Regions from separate parts of the Xenopus tropicalis genome. Here region 1 is linked to region 2. Evidence: chromatin contacts called from public Hi-C data. All regions are on one chromosome and are shown on one strand. The core of a region is the stretch at or near the end of the contact, and the rest is flanking DNA. Distances in the headings are between cores, read along the strand shown.

What was found. Hi-C and Micro-C count contacts between places; a contact is called where the count stands out from the background.
Region 1: a contact with region 2 is called in a Hi-C map of gastrula embryo, with 1.7 times the contacts expected there. The contact joins the promoter of extl2 here to the promoter of sass6.2 in region 2. A contact is called at or near these places in 3 of 5 Hi-C or Micro-C datasets (brain, gastrula embryo and neurula embryo).

Annotation. Positions count from the first base shown.
Region 1 is chr4:108,939,064-108,944,845 of UCB_Xtro_10.0, forward strand. extl2 (exostosin-like glycosyltransferase 2) reads right to left here and starts at 2,120. Exons shown (of 5, transcript NM_001007951.1): 1 at 2,084-2,120. It overlaps slc30a7 (solute carrier family 30 (zinc transporter), member 7), which reads left to right and starts at 4,957. Exons shown (of 11, transcript NM_203925.1): 1 at 4,957-5,149. The coding sequence starts at 5,070.
Region 2 is chr4:108,756,837-108,762,353 of UCB_Xtro_10.0, forward strand. sass6.2 (SAS-6 centriolar assembly protein) reads right to left here and starts at 1,912. Exons shown (of 18, transcript NM_001127031.1): 1 at 1,839-1,912; 2 at 1-8. The coding sequence starts at 1,909. It overlaps trmt13 (tRNA methyltransferase 13 homolog (S. cerevisiae)), which reads left to right and starts at 2,548. Exons shown (of 11, transcript NM_001195675.1): 1 at 2,548-2,851; 2 at 4,503-4,549; 3 at 4,662-4,728; 4 at 5,444-5,503. The coding sequence starts at 2,669.

The DNA.
Region 1 (5,782 bases), core at 870-3,369, 180 kb after region 2:
TATAAAAAAGTACAGGCTTGGGATCTGTTATCCGGAAACCCGCTATCCAAAAAGATTCAAATTACAGAAAGTTGGTCTCTCACAGACTCCATTTTAATCAAATATTCAGATTTTTAAAACTGATTTCCTTTTTCTCTGTATTAATAAAACAGAGCATTGTATTTGACCCCAACTAAGATACAATTAATCCTTATTGGATGCAAAATAATCCTATTGGGTTTAATTAATGTTTTATTGCTTTTTTTAGTAGACTTAAAGGAGAAGGAAAGGCTAATAAAGAGTTAATCTCAAGCTGCAGGCATACCTTCAGTTCTCTCAATAGTGCCCTTAAGTCTCCCCATATTTAACCTGTTCAGATGATCAGAAGCCACACAGGAAGAAAAAACGCTGAGCTGTGTAAAGAAAGCTCCAATAATGCCTCGCTCCTGCACCGAGACCGAGACTTGGGGGTATATTTATCATGCTGTGTAAAAAGTGGAGTGAACCATTACCGGTGATGTTGCCCAGGGCAACCAATCAGCAATTAGATTTCAACAGTTTGAAAACCAAAGCAAAGCATCTGATTGGCTGCTATGAGCAACACCACCAGTAATGTTTTACTCCACTTTTTACACAGCATGATAAATATATCCCCAAGTGTACATACTCAGTTTGTAAGACTATGATTCAGCTTCCTGCTGATTGGCTCAGATCCACACAGAGGGGGGGGGGGGGGGGTGTGTGTGTGTGAGTTCTTAGCATCCTTGAGGGAGGGGGGAGCAAGAGAGGGGAGAGAGCCGAGAGCTGCGTGTCCACTTGCACAGGAATTACAGACACAAGGAATTTTTTGACAGAGAACTCAGTGCAGCCTTTCTGTGAGTGCTTATGGCTGTATTTACATAGACCTTTCTGATAAAGCTTACCGTACTTAGTTTTTACCTTTCTTTCTCCTTTAAGATATGAAGATCCAAATTACGGAAAGACCCCTTATCCAGAATTCCCTTGGTCCCGAGCGTTCAGGACAACAGGTCCTGTACCTGTACCAAATAATGATTTAGTGATTTACATCTTGCAAAGCTGCTCTTTTCAAATAAACATTTTTAAGTGAGGTTGGAGAGTATGACATCTTCAGAAGCATAAAGAAATACAGTACCTATAACAGCTTGTATATGCAGACATTCTCACAGCCCTCTTTAGAGCTGGCAGAATTTAAGAGGTAACTGCTATCCCCCTTTCATGCTATAACTGCTGCACTTCAGTATCACTCCAGAGCTCTGGATACTAATGAATCCTAAATGGAGGGGCGGCCATAATTGTGCCATTCATTGTATGCTGTACTGACAGAGTAGGAAAAGCACAGTTCAAACATTTACAATATTTTACATCAGTACACTAGTGGGGTTCAATTATAAACACTGGGCACATTCACAACTGGACAGTAAACCAATGGTTAGATTTTTCCAGCCAGCTGCAGGTGGAACACTGAAAGTAATCTTTTGATTGGTTGCCATAAGTTACTACCCAGATGCAAATTTGCCCAGTGTTATAAATGACCCCCAGTGTATCAGCCAGGGAGTTCTGCGTGCCCTGTTTATGCCCCATCCCAGCTATAGTCACCTACTGTTACATACAGCTTTGGGCAGTGCAGCACACAATTATACTCATATGTACAAAACCATATTACTATAAATGATCACATTCACAAGTGTCTGACAATGCTTAAGAGGACTTTAACCTGCTTAACTGAAAATGAATAATACCTGCAGTAAGCTAGTGCAGACAAAGACAACTTTAAAAGTGTTGCAGCTGTTGTAGCAGTACAACTCCCAGTATCCCTCCTCAGCAGAGCTGAAAGTGTCAGTTCTGCAACAGCAGGAACCCTGGGTTTTGCCTAAAAAAGAATTCCAATGCCTTAATGAAAATTACCTTTTTAAAGACATAACACTGACAACTGCTTTAAAAGGAACAAAAAGCTTCTCCTTCAGTTAGTGGTATGTACTAACCAGCAAGATGTGCCCTGGGCTCACATACCGCATTTACTTTTCAGTACGCTGACATGTTACGAGCTTGTTGTTGCCTCTGTAGCTTGCACAAACTTCCTTACCCTGCAGGCTGCAGCTGCCCTGCCGACCACACAGTAGGAGGAGTCAGATGGAAAGCAAGTGAAACATCCCAGGAAGTTGGAAACATTAAAAAAGGGGCTGTAGCTTTCAGAGAAGCCGGAGAGCTGCTTATTCCCCCATTATATTTCCTGCCTCCCAGAATGCACCAGCTCCAGCAGTAAATTACTTTCCCCCAGGCAAACACACTGCACTACAAATCACAGGAACAATACAGATAACACTTTCAAATTAGATAAAAGCTGTTAAAAATCTAATGCAAGGATGGGCTAGAACTAGAATCTCTGCTGCTGTTAAAAATGTCCCTGCTGGAAATGCTGGCAAGTTCCAGTCTTCTACAAACCACTGGGAAAATCTGGTAAAACCCACCAACTGATGTACAGTGCTGCATACATAAGTGCGCTATATAAACACAGAATATGCCAGCCCCCTTCCCCAAAAAGAGAAGATATTCTTTATTACAGTCAGTATAGGTGGGTACTCACAAACTCCTATGAGGGTTTTAAGCAAATTATAATCCCCTTTCAGTCTGAAAGTGCTGTAAATCCTTTTAGTTGTTCACAAGCATATATAAATGGGGGAGAAAATGTAAAAAAATACTTATTTTTATTAGCTAATAAAATTGTATTGCACCAAGTGTAGGCAGCAAGGGTTAATACACACTGAGCTAGTAGCAGCTACTTGTCACAGCTACAGAAATAGACAATGCTGGTAATTTACTGATAATATGTGTGTTTTAGCAGAGGCTATTCTCAGTATTGTCTATGGCAGGGTATTTTCTGGTGTTAAGTAGCCATGAGAAGTAGCTGCTACTAAGTAGCTCTGTGTGTCTTCACCCAAAGAATGTCACTTGTTTCACCAAGGTCTTGATCTGTGAGTCAGCCTTTCTCACCAATCAGTATTCATCAAAGAACCGTAATCAATAGATTTGTTTAATTTCCTAGTGCCAGGACAGATACACAACTGTAATGTATCTAAATCAGAGTTGGCCAGACTTTACTCTTGTATGGTCTACTTTTAGTGATCAGGGTTCCCTACCACAAGCATTACATTGCCATGAAAAATGGTACTTCACTGCATAGTATTGTATTTACAGTGCTCATACCATTTTATTTAGAGTAATGGCAACCTTACTCAGACCGAAAATTACCTTAATTTCTAGTTACCATATACTGTCTTAAAGGAGACATATTGCATAAATGGGAAAACCCTAATTTTGTAGGCAATTATGAATAATATACGGTGCTGGTTTCCCTTTGGGCTAAACATTAACCCTATCTGTAACAATGGCCCCTTTATTGGAGCTCCCTATAGATCCTATCACTACTCTGTCTGAGTTTGAAATGGAGAGTGGGCGTGTCCTAACGGTCCCTGCCAGAAGCACAGTAGGAGGGGGAGAGCCAATCACAGCCCTGCAGTCACACAAGCACAGACAGGCTTCAGTTCCCAATCAGGTCAGCCTAGCTGCTGATTGGTTCCTATCCTACAGTGCAGTGTACGGAGGGCCGCCAGCTCCCCAGCTCATCCAGAGAATTCAGCCAGCAGGAAATGGAACAGATGGGCGGGGGTAGTGGGGTTTGGGGGAATTTCTCAATAAATCAGTCAGAAACACAACATTTTTTAGCACAATCCTATATCTAGAGGAGTATAATTCCCTGGTACATTCATAATTTTTATAGGATATGTCTCCTTTAAGATGGGCATACACACATTAAGATCCGTGCATCTTTGCCAGAAGTGGCTACCTATAGGCCAACGATTGGATTGTATCAGTGTGGTCATTGCCTGATGGGATTTTCAAACCTGCCTAATTTTTGGACAGATATCTATCAGGTAAGAAGCTCCATTAAAATATATCAATGTATGGGCAACATTAGTCTGGGAAATGGAGGTTTCCCTATGGGCAGGGATGGATTTATTGCTTCCTTTGCCCTAACCCTTGCTCCTTCCCCAACCTGCCCCAGCCACAGACCCACACAACTGTAGCTCTATGGGTCACAGTCCTTACTGTGGGATCCCTTCTGTTTTCTAGACATTCTTCACTGACTTGTATCTGTCATACTTGCTTTACTGCTGCTGTCTATGTCAGTCTCTGTCTTTGCCTTGTTCTTATGCTCCCCTTCCAGTCTATTTCCATCTAGTAAAACCTGAGCAGAACACTAACCACTTCTGCCTTAAAACTGCCCAACAGTATACTCAGGGACAATATAATATATTGGTATATAATAAAGGAGCAATAGAAACCGCTATAACTTGAAGCATCCCCTAGAAATGGCATTTAACATAACTGCTTCTTAACTTAATTTTGTGATTAAAAGTTGCTAAATAGGCTTTAACCTGTCGCATCACTGTTTGTCTAGGGTAGCCCGCATACAACACGACTATTTCGATAAGTACAGACTATTTCTTTATTTCCTGCTACAATATATTTAAGTTCCCCTGCTCAAGGGTAGTCTTTTGACATATATGGGCACTGGGGCCATTTGTACTTTAAAAAAGACCTGAGTATATGAAAGTATAACACAATATCCAAGCCACCCTGTTCGCTGTGACAATCACATATACCAGCATTAAATCTACTATTATTTGCTACCAACAGACGTGCATCCTCTAAACTTAGCTACCGTGACATTTAGAAACGCCATCTTTTAACCTGGAAAGATTTCCTTCGCCAAATCAGCTAAGCCTCAGTCAGCGCTCAGATTCCAGTGTGGGCGTGTCAACGAAACGACTGACGGCAACACCTCTTATTGGTTGCCAGATGCCAGTGTGTCGCTTCGTCATTTCTTGGCCACGCCCTGTGTCCTATCCGGAAGTCGGAAGCGGCTCCCGGTACACAGCACGGGTTGGCACTTTGTATCGCGGAGCTTATCGGGGGAATTCTAACTACACGCGAAGTAAAAGGGTCTGCGTTTGACAGGTTCCGGGTAACTAAGGGGCTCTGGCGTTATCGGGATTGCGGTTTCCAAAATGCTGCCTCTCTCTATTAAAGATGATGAATATAAACCTCCCAAATTCAACTTGGTCCGGAAAGTGTCTGGTTGGATCAGGTGAGTGGGGGCTCAGGAAAATGAGTGAGATGAAATGACTTAAATTAGCAAGTAATGGTGGCTCCATGATACTTTTGTTAGGATATGGCTCTCGGTTATTTGCTTGGAGTCGGTATTTATTTATGTGCTGGCAGGGGAGCCGTACTGATATCGACTGGAAGTGTATTTAACCTCTATCTAAAGCAAACAGATTTCCACTATAGAACTGTGGGATGCAGGCTTTTTTTTGTTCAAGCCCCCCCTGTGAGGTGGGAGGTTTGGTCTGGCCCTCCCACCTTGGCCCCATGACAGGATTACATATATGTGAGAACATTGCTGGATCAGCCATTCATCCGAAGTTTCCATAGAACAGCAAATATGTGTTTCTCCTATCATTCTCACTCTTGTTGGCCTTCATGCTAAACTCACTGAAGCATTAATGAGAGCAAGTAGGCATTCTCTCCAAATCTCACCTTAACTGGCCCCAGTTTGGGTCCTGAGTCAATGTATCTTGCCCTGAATCATTGGGGGTGGGGCAGCCCCATGATTTGCCAGCCACAGCTCTATAATATATTTTGTATGGCATAATAATATGCTCACATGGATAGAAAGTGTCCTCATCTTTTTGTTCTGTCTTTCTTCTGAAATACATAT
Region 2 (5,517 bases), core at 662-3,161:
AAAGCCTCCTGTAAAACAGATAATCAAACATTACACTGATTAGAAACCTAGTTAGTGAAGTATTTAAATGAAATTCTGTCAGCATGAGAATACTTTTCTATAAATGTTTTTCAGAGATAAAGGATTGATTTTTTTAGGAGCTATATGAATTTTATACAAGTGTACAACTGTCTAGCTAGGGACAACTGGCAGATATGGCCTTCCAAGGCATTTTTTTTTTAATGACTGCAAACCTGCAGTCTAGTTTGAACATCATTTGCTTAGGACCAAGGTACCTAATGGGGACATATAGCATTAGTGAACCCGCACCCTAATCTTGTAGGTCCTGATCAATAATATACAGTGCTGTTTTCAAAGGCTTCAGTTCCCTATCAGGTCTACCTAGCTGCTGATTAGTTCCTATCCTACAGTGCAGTGTGCTGAGGGCCAGCAGCTTCCCTGCACAGCCAGCAAAAAGTGGAATTTGTAAGCCCATTCCTTCTACATTTAAAGAAGTATAATGCACATTCCTGTTTTTTACACAATATGTCCCCTTTAACATACTACATGAAGAACGCTAGATAATCTAATGATTTAAATCCAACAAAACAACTACTGCACATACTTGAATTTCAAAAAAGGGGCTTGTATTGCCACAAATCTATAGAGAGGCTACACCATGGGTTATATAAGAGGAACTCACCAATGGAGGAAAATAAATTCTATTTTGTGCTTGTAAAGAGTGTTCATTAGTTTGCTTAGACATATAGCCATCTTTAGCATCACATTTTTTTTACAATAAAAGACATTTGGCTTTCAGTACAAATAAATGGTGCCGTTTTACAGCTTCCTCTGTTCCAGTGGCCTATAAGTTAGCCAGCTACCTACTGCATACAGTGCTTGGCAGGATGCATGCAGAGATATGGGAGTTAACATTGCCAGCTATATCTGTGGAGGCTCCAATTGAGGGGCTTTGGAGTAAAGCAGTGTCGGACTGGGACCCCAGGGGCCCACCAGAAAACCTTCGACCATAGGCCCCACTCTCCAAACTATTTTTCCTCCTTTCCTCGCCCAACCTCTTTATTCTTCAAGTCCCTTTTATTTACATGCTAGCATCTATTCTTCCATCTATTTCTACTCTTTGTTCCCATTCAGAAATAAGGAATGACCATGAAACAGGCCAAATGGTCAGGAGCAGGAGGGCACACTTACACCTGGGCCCACCGGGAGTTTTCCTGGTATCCTGGTGGGCCAGTCCGACACTGGAGTAAAGTATCAAAGGGCTGGCACTGCTCATTTGTACATGCAGCACTAGCAATAGTCAGAAAAGCACATACCGAATTTAGCTTTTCTGCAAAGTGTACAGTCTGTTACTGGCAATGCACATAAAGAGCTCAGGCCTTTCCTGGCAAAAGAAAATACTGCAGAACCACTGCCTGTTCCAAGGTGAGCATTAAAGGCAAACCCTGCAGAACCGTTATAGAATGTGGCAATCAAGCCACAAATATAAGTTTTTAATGTCACCCACAGCCGATCATGCAGCAGCAAGCTTTCAGGGCTTTTTATTCTGGCATTAGGGTTTTTATATAACTGGTTGCAGATTCCAGGCTGAGTAATATACACATCCAATGACAGTCAGAGTTTAAAAGCTCAAGAAGACTTGTAGTGAAATAAACTGCTTGAGGGGGAACCAGGATAAACTGACTGGAGATTTATTTGACTGGTTTCCTTCTTGGTGTAAGTGAGTAGAGTGGAAACCATGCTGTTATACGCTGCACACTGGTACCTCCAGAAACAAACTGGTACTATAAATTCTGCTATATAATACAATGAAAAAAAGTGAATCCTCAGATATTTACCTCTCATCACATTCTCTGTTCCTCAGCAGGATTTTCACTTGCTGGCTCAGCAATTCCTGTATCTGGGACATTTTCCCAGTATATTGTCCCCACTCTGCCCCACTCGCCTTGGCACAGTATCCCTAAAGGTGCTGCTTCGTTTTTGTTCTTACTATTAGAAACCCTAAACTCGTCTCTCTAAATACGTGGCCTTTCCCTTGTTTTCATGTTAATGGAGCGCACCCTGAATATCTGCTATTGTCTGGGCATTCTCACGGCCACTCTCTGGCACCCATGTTACAGCTCACTCAGCGCACAACTCCATCTCCCCCACACCTGTAATCACACGTATACTCTCTACCCGAGGCTTCTCAATAAACCCAGTGGCCGCTCTGCCCACCTTATTCCTTCTGCTTTGGCTTGCACCCCTGCCTTGACCTTAGCACTGACAGCTATCCCGTCAGTAACGCTGTAAGCCACATACACAGCAGCTCTCTTTCGGTAGCATGCACCTCCTGACCAGCTCCTCCAATAAGCTTCCCCTGAGTTATTTCCAATCCATCCGTTTTCTCGTATCGCCTCCTATTTTCTCTCTCGCCTTGTTACGTTCCGCCAATGTTTATCGCGGCACAATTTCCAAATCAACCGCTCTACGTCCTGACGTCATAACGTAGCGGAAGCTGTACGTAGGGGCTGCGAATCGGCAGCCATTTTTACTAATGGCATAGTGGTTAGACTAATACGTGGAATATTAGGTGGGAGAGGAAGGCAGAGGGATTTATAGAATCAATGTCAGGGGAATAGGGTGGGCGATACTTTAGTGAGAAGTAGTTGTTGTTCATTACTTCGAAATGGACCCTCGGGAGCCGCAGGTACCTGCTGGTTCCGAGCCGGACTCTTCCTTAGTTAAATGCTTTACAAAGGGACCCCTTCCCGGGCGGTGCAGTCACTTTGTACAGAGGAAAAAAAGATTCTGCAAAATGATCGTCTCTGAGGGAAAGAAGTTCTGCGGGGAGCATGCTCAGAGCGGGGAGGTACTACTGGATATTGGGGGCTGCATGGGGAGTTTATAGGTGAATGGACGTGGGATTGAAATCGTGATGGGGAGTAGGGATACAGAATGAAGGAACACAGAGGACACATGGGCAGAGGATAGGGGACTTTAAACCGAGTGGGACATTATCTCCAGCACAGAGTGAAAACACACATATACAAAGGCTGATATGGCAGCTCCCCCCTCACCCTTTCTTTAGGGTGGTCACTAAAGGGGTACATACACCTTCAGATATTCGGATATCGGTTGTACATTTAAATGCAACAATCTGAAATTAATGTTCAGACTAAAATTGTAGAGTGAAATCATAAAAACAACAAATCAGAGGATGTTCTGAACGTGAAATAGTTGGCAGACACCAATCGTACGAAAGTGACTTCCATTGTAGGTCCCCCAAGGATATCGTCAGATACACAATACGTGCACAGAGTTTAACTTTATCCAACTGAAATTTTCTAACCTGGCCGATCGACTAAATGACTGATCGTCATGGTAAGAAAATTATCAGGACAATAACTTGGAGGCCATACGCGATCCAAAAATTGATTTTATTGGTATGTTTATGGCCAGCTTTAATCCTGATTAATGTTTACTCAGTAATACCACACATGGCATTTCCTCCACCTGCTTATATCCACTTGCAGAGAAATTCTGATATTGCCCATGCAGACTGCCTAAGGGTGATGGCACACATGTAAACCGAGGGCAATAAAGCTCTTGAAAATACCTTTTTGTATTTTAAAATATAAATACCTTCCCTTTATCTTCTTCATTAATGGCAACTGCTTGTCACTGCGTGAAATCTGCCTTGAATTTTGGTTTTTGGTAGTTGCCAGTAATATCAACAGCAGCCTGTGGTGACAGAAATTCTCCTGTAGTAAAGAAAAATCCAGTGTAAAAATACCCAGAGCAGATCATTGTTCCACTGATTACATGGGATTAGTTGATGTCTTTTTAAGGATACAGCATCTCTGCATAGATGACTAGACAAAGGGACAAAGCATTTGTAAAGGCACAGATTAACTGTACAGCAAATGTGAGTTAGTAGTATTGTTTTCAGCCAAAAATATACCATTCAGTCTCGACAATTTATAGTCTCACAAGCTGACACCCATCTGTAAGGCAATATCCAACTACAGGCAGTTGGAGAGTGACAGAACTAATACCTGGAAGACAAATGTGATTTTGACTGACACATGCAATCTCAGAAAATGACCTGCTCATTTCACACTAAGAGCTATGGGTATCAAGGTTACCCTTCCCGTAAAACACATTAATTTATGTGTTTAACTGTACAGTGTGTGCAGTGAAATGAAGGGCTGAGGGAAACCCAGATGTGCCTTTAGAGAGGATTATAACTGAACATAATACAAAAATGTAATGAATTTCCTGTATAATATATCCTTATAATCGGTGCTTAGGAATGTAATTTGTATCCCTTGAGTTTTTAAACCTCCTGTATTACAAAACAATGTACCCCCTGCTTAAAATATATTAGAATAATAATAGAAGTCATATCTGAACTGTGTGACCTGTATAAACCCTTGGCCTGCAGCTTTGTGACTTTCCGTGATCATGGATATATTCTCTGTATATTTGTGTTGAGTGACTTAATGTGATATTTCCTGCAGGAGCATGACAGCAGGAGACGAATTCCATGCCCTTTGGACCCCAAGCAGTAAGTTTACTTTGTTTTAGTCCTGCTTTCTTAAAGTAGCGATATATACACTTTTCAGCTGTCTCACATTCCAGTCTGCCTTACAGTATCTTCTTTTTTGTTTTTCTCACAGCACAGTGTATGAGGATCAGCTTCCAAAGCACCTTAAGAAATGTAATTCCAGAGAGAAACCCAAGCCTGTAAGTAAATGAATGTCTATCAATATATTAGCAGTTTAAAAGCTCTAATTGATTCAAATATAAACTGTAATTAGTTGGAATATATCAATGCAGACAACGTTTCCTTTTTACATGCACAGTTAAGAGAGGAGAGTCAGGGAAAAAGGTGATTTTGGACTGTTTGTCTATAGAATGCAGTATTGTGAGCCTCTGCCTCCTTTGTCATGAAAGGGAACAGACAAGGATGTTAAGGGCTGTGACACATGGGGAGATTAGTCGCCACGTGACAAATCTTCCTTGTCGTGGGCAACTAATCTCCCCGAAATGCTATCCCACTGGCTAGAATGTAAATTGGCGGTGGGATGGCATACGTGGCGGCGCAATTTGCTGAAGTCGTTGAAGCTTCCTCTCAAGGCAACTTCGGCAAATTGCGCCGCCGCGTATGCCATCCCACCAGCGATTTACATTCTAGCCGGTGGGATGGCATTTTGGGGAGATTTTTCGCGCAGCAACTAATCTCCCCATGTGTCACAGGTTTTTGTAAGGAGTCAGGGAGTATCTCTAGGCAGATGTAATGATCATTTTCTGTTGAATTAAGAACTGTGGAAAACATCTTTTTTTTTCCATTGTTCCATTCTTTGTTTAACTTTTAAATCTCCACAATCTGCTTAATTGTTTTCTCAAATCTCTATGCTTGGCACTGATTTGTCTGGGCAATGACCTCTGTATGTTTCAGGTTTTTTATGTTCAAGATGTGAATGCAGGGTGCCTGATCACAGAGACACCTGATAATCAGGTTGGTATTTAGTT